2 separate regions of the Capsicum annuum genome follow, and region 2 is linked to region 1. A link is a contact called in public Hi-C data. All regions are on one chromosome and are shown on one strand. The core of a region is the stretch at or near the end of the contact, and the rest is flanking DNA. Distances in the headings are between cores, read along the strand shown.

Region 1 (2,916 bases), core at 218-2,717:
AGAAATCTTTATAATTAAATGTAGCATGAATTAAGGGACGGATTCTTCCCTTATTTAACTTTAACTGATTAGAGATAAGGAACTAATATTCAATATGTATATGTATTTATATAGCAATATTTTACTTAAATACAAAATACAATTTGCTATTTTTCATAATTATGAAACTGTTGCTATAAATGTTATAATTATAGCTATAGAGTTGCTACTTCTGAAATTTTTCCATTTTTTAACTAGATATTCAGGGGTTCGTACTAGCATGGGCCCAATATGTGTTTTTTTGTCTCAATTTATGTGACACAAATAGAATTTAGACAATCAATGATATTTTAAATATGTTTTTAGATATTTCAAGTTGTTAATTATTTTAATTTATAATACTATTTATATAACTTTCAAATAATATATGTTACTCTCCTTGTTCGAAATTTTGCAGCGTTAATAGTCAATTTTATTTTAAAAATAATTTAATTTTTTTATTATTGCGATTTATAATACTTTTACGACTATTTTAATATATAGCAAAATTGCTATAAAAAATACTTGTAAAAAAAACTTAAGTTGACCTCATATAAGATGTCAAGTTAACTTTAAAAAGCAAGAGTTAATTTATCATTTTAAGTCTATTTTATTTTTCTATTAAATATTATTAATTTTTAATACTTAGATGACTTATAATAATTAATTAGGTATTATAGTAAAATTACGATTGAAATAGCTAAAGCAGATATGTTATAAATGTCTATTTTATTTTTTTAATTAAATATTATTAATTTTTTAATACGTAAATGATAGATAATAATTAACTAGGAGTGATATAGTAAAATCATGGAGCAAGCAGACATGTCAACGAAAACGTACGGTTGAAATTGCTGAAACAGAAATGTCATTATTATTTATTTTACATTTTTATTAAATATTATTAATTTTCTAATACGTAAATGTTATATATGTATAATTACTTTGCAGACCGAAGTTAAGGGTACAAAATGGGCGTGCCTGCTTCTTCGCATTTGTATATATGTATAATTTTCTAGACCGAAGTTAACGGTAGAAAATGGGCGATCTGTCCGATTTAATACATTTTTTAATGGAGTGTGTCCGTTTTGTTATGTTTTGTTAGAAAAATTTTCCCTCTCAATGCCGGACTCATCTTCTCAATTAACAGACCGTGAATTAGCTTCTCCTTCCTCGAGTTAATCTCCTAGATTGACCATCTTCATCTTAGTGCATCAACCATCGTATATGTTAAGTTGCTATTTAGTTTAGCTTTTTTTTCTTTTAAATGAATTGCAGTTAAAATAACAATTTTCAACAGAGTTTTCTCGTGAGACTAGCAGACGTTGTTTAGCGGCAAAAATTATAAATACATAATAGGGTAATTTCTAACTTAACGCAAACTAATTGCTACATTCATGGATTCCTAATTCTCACCTTCTTCCCTCTTTGTTTGTTGTGGAAACTACTAACCCCAAGTGCCGGATCAAAAGGTCCCCTCCTTTCAATGTTACAGGTCCAGATGAAATGGATTTCAGACTCACACTTGCTGGGTTTTAACGGAAGCTGGTCCATTTTGATCTAGCACTTCTGTAAAATGGTATCTTGCAGTGGTTCCAAAAACAATTCTACTAAACCTGATGAATGCAGTCATAAAAGCCTTCAGTCCATTGGTTTAAAATTTTAAGCAGAATATTATGTTTGTTCGTTGTTATGATCGAGTGGGACCAAAACAATCATAAATATCAAATCTTAAACGAAAGAAAACAACAAACAGGAAACAAAAAGGGGAAAGACAGATGTAGTGAAGTAATAGTAAAATCTAGAGAAACCAAAAATAACACATTATCGCATTAGAATCTTAAAACTGCCTTTACATATATTACCGGGAGTAACTAGCTTTTCCTGAAAAACGGAAAAGTTAAAACTTTTCAAGTGGGAGAAAGCAACTACCAAGGGTCTGGGATAGAGACAGATACTTCTGTGTACAATGATTACAACAAAATAACCTAATTCTAAAAGATACAACAATAAACAATTGTAGAAGGATCAACAAAATTACAGGAATATATGCACAAAGAAACTTAACATGCAGAAATGCTATTGACGGCATTTGTACATAAGAACACATACCTGACTAAAAAATCAGTCTATAGTTATTTTAGCTGGAAAGTAAATTCCAGGAACTTGGTCTTCTACAGCAATTCCTTGACACTGAACTAATCTTATGACGCCATCATCAGTATGTCCGAACCTGCTTCGGACTTCCATAAAGCTCCTGCGGAGAACCTTCTCCACCCAATCCTCAACAGCTTCCTTTCTGTCTGATAACCAAGCAGCGGCAAGTATCTGTACCATTACTTCTGAGTCAATCTCCAGCTTAATATCTACTCCAACAATCTCCTGGAGGTTTATGTTGATTTCCTTTAAGATTTTCTCAGCAAGAGCTCCAAAATCAAATGGCTTGAAGACCACATTATTGTCCATTTGCTCCAAGATTTCTTCCAACCATGCTTTTGAACCTTCAGAGCCAGAGTCACTTTCACATTCATCACGTTGATTCTCCTCCTCCATCTCTTCCACAGGCAAATTCAAATCAAGAGAAGATTTTGGGATAGTGCACACACGTTTGGGCATTTGAAACAAGTTATCATTGTTTGAGTCACTGTTGTCTGTCTGCTTTCTTTTATATGCAGGGGAAGATTCTGATGTTCTGTCCCCTGAAGTAATCCACAAATTTGTATTCTTCACTTCAATCCTATTTTGATTGCCAGATCCAATTGCTATCTGCATCTGCAAGTTCTTGGCTGCTAGTATCTTTTCTTCTGAAAACTCAAGAGATTCTTTACTGGAAAGGAAATCTTTAGTAACTTTTGCAGATTTTGAGGTAATCACGAAAATCATGTTATTGACGCTGAT
Region 2 (2,916 bases), core at 167-2,666, 270 kb after region 1:
GGAGTTTACCACACGATACATTCTTTTCCATGAGTGATGAGTTTATTCTTGATTTTGTCCTGTTTGCCCCAAAGTTGTTTTACCAGCTATGTTCTGCATTGTGTCAACACTTACTATCATTTATTTATTGGAGTCTTGGATAGTCAATTCTAGCTCATTTTGATTTAACCTCAAATGTTAGTTCATACGGTAATAATGATTACCCAAGATCATGTTAAGGAACCAAATTCCACCTCCCACATCGATGTGGGGCTCGACTAGACATTTTGAGTGTGAACCAAATTAATCAAGAATTGCATTGAGCCTGTTAAGATATCAATAAGAAAATTTGACATAATTAATTGATCCTTGGCAAGTTCTTTGGACTTTGCATAATGAAGAAACAATAAAATGGCACTCAGCTACAACGGAAACAGAAATTTTCTTCATTTAAGAGTCTAAAGCGGAGAGGAAATGGAAAGATGACAGCTGATGAAAAATTATTTGGATCTATTCACAGAGAGTTATTCCAAAATCATAAGAGACGAAGGAAAAAAGCCAAATAAGAAAAGAAAGAAGAGAAACTACTTCGACTAAGGGAGACTCAATAAATTTGGTGATTTAACGTAAAACTTTAATATGAGACTTAATTTTTTTAAAAAAATAATAGCGAAGAAAACTTATCGCTCCCGCTCCCCCACCCTTATGTATATAAATATCTTGCAAAGTTGTTGCTTAGTTTGATGAAGGAAAATATGTAAAAGTGAAATCTTCTTCTAAGAAGGAAAAAACGAGAAGGCATAATTTTCCTCATCTACTTCAAATGTCAAATGTTAATGATTCAAAAAAGATTTATATTCAAAGAACATAAGTATCTAAATGTTACTCATATTACCTATTAAAAGTTCCACGATACTATCATTCATAGTTCGAAAGTTTTCTTTTTTATTATACTTTTTCATACTAAAATATTTGTCATGTTTGATTTTTAGAGAGTCAAATTATATATACCCGAAAAAATTATAATTTACAGATCTTTTTATACAACTTATGAATATCTAACGTTTAATATTAGCATAATCTAGTCCAATTTAGCTTCAAAAATTATACAAAGTGACTTTTGAAAAATAAAACATCCCTATTATTTTGATGGAAGCTGTAAATATTTTGTAATTTCTACATTGCACTGTTTTCTAAAAAACAAATAAATAACATATCCATATACTATTATTAGAAAATGAGGCCCTCCAAAATTTGGGGGCCAAAGAGTTACCAAAAAAAACTTGAAAGTGATAGTTCGAAAGTGAATCAACACTTCCCCTTAGGCTAATGTCGCAAAGTGAATAACATATTCATAGTTCGAAAGTGAATCAACACTTGAAATCAACAAAAAGAAGAGGGCCTTGATGTGGTTTTCTGGTAGGCAAACACTTCCCCTTAGGCTAATGTCGCAAAACAATTTTGCCTGATTCCTATGGCTGACATCAAAATATTTGGTTCCCCTTTACTAGTTAAGCCAAGCTTAAGATTTCAGCATGACGTGATGATTTTTTGGTCTTAAAGGAGTGATAAAATTACGGTGAAAAGGCAATTCTGGCTTCGACTTTTTTTCCTGTGATGACAAAATGTTATATTGACCTTGGTATGTTAATTAGCACATCAAAATTGAGCTCCACAAAATTTGACCTTGGCTTTCCCTCCTACTATAGTCATGTGATCATAACTCATACGTAAATAAAATTTGCCGACCCTACTAAGTTTGGCTTGACTATTTCGAAAATATCATCCTCCGACGTGAAAATGAAATTCAAGGTGGTTAAATTGAATTTTTTTTTGAGTCGATTGATCGGCTTCGTCAGTCAATTCTTCTGTTAGTTAGTACACTTAGGAGTCATTTGTTAAAATGTATTAATTTTCTAATTCATGTATTAAAATGTGGTATTATTTAATTCATTGTTTGACAACAAATTTGGAGCAATGTATAACTAATGCATGTATTAGTTATACATCCTACATGGTATTATAGGATGTATAATCCATTTGGTGATATTAGTAATCCATGAATTGTAGTGCTTGGATAAATATGAGTAAAGACAAAATACCCTCAAATTTCTTTAAATCTTTTCTAAATCTTTTTCAATTTATTCAATGCGAGTTATTTCTTTTCAATCTATCAATAGGATAATTTTCCTCCAAATAATTTGTCATTAAAAAACTATTTAATTAACTTAAAAAATAATCATTGGTCAAAACCCGAAAATAAATTGCATGATTGCGTACAAGCTTTAGTTTTGAAAATAGGATATATCACAAATAAAAATAATGTTTTTGCTTAGCTTTAACACTCTACGGAACACAATTTTATGTTAATAGCGATTCTATTACCTCATTCAAAAGTTATATGTACCTCCCTTCAACTTAAGAACACCATAAAGTGGGAACAACAAACAAATATTAAACAAATAAAGAAAAGATAACCCAAAAAAAAATATTCATGCAAATGAATGATTAAATCTTCAAATACCAAAGTAAGTTATTAATTATATTGTTGATCTTTTTTTAAAAAAAAGAATAATAAAGCTTTGCAAAGAAAATACACAAAGCTACAGTATGTCGAGGTTATTTTTGTAAACAACTAATATTATTTTAAAAATATAATAATACATATTATTTTCAATACATCAAACCAAACACTACATAAACGATAATCCCAGTATTACTAATATAAACACTATTAATCCCAGCATTACTAATATAGCCTATTCAATACCATCTTATACACTCTACCAAATGGCCCCTTAATAAACTAAAATTAAACTAAAAGCATAAACTGAAATATAATAAAGAACGAAGAATTTTATACTAGTTTGGATCATCAGCGTGGTGCCTATTCCAGTCCCCTTGGGTTGCAAGGGTTTCCTTTAGAGCTTGACGTTA

The links. Hi-C and Micro-C count contacts between places; a contact is called where the count stands out from the background.
Region 2: a Hi-C map of leaf shows a contact between it and region 1, with 2.8 times the contacts expected there. The contact joins two enhancer-like sites. A contact is called at or near these places in 2 of 5 Hi-C or Micro-C datasets (leaf and placenta).

The regions. Positions count from the first base shown.
Region 1 is chr9:89,443,989-89,446,904 of UCD10Xv1.1, forward strand. LOC107842584 (protein SMAX1-LIKE 6) reads right to left here. Exons shown (of 4, transcript XM_016686515.2): 3 at 2,131-2,916; 4 at 1,245-1,634. The coding sequence ends at 2,143. Among protein-coding and RNA genes, the nearest start is that of LOC107842584, 8.4 kb to the right of the region's middle. Within about 2 kb of position 1,468, at least 2 of the 5 cell types and tissues checked have an H3K27ac peak or open chromatin away from gene starts, as enhancers often do. A contact at or near this core is called in leaf, where this site is marked.
Region 2 is chr9:89,718,570-89,721,485 of UCD10Xv1.1, forward strand. No RefSeq gene overlaps it. Among protein-coding and RNA genes, the nearest start is that of LOC107841427, 150 kb to the left of the region's middle. Within about 2 kb of position 1,417, at least 1 of the 5 cell types and tissues checked has an H3K27ac peak or open chromatin away from gene starts, as enhancers often do. A contact at or near this core is called in leaf, where this site is marked.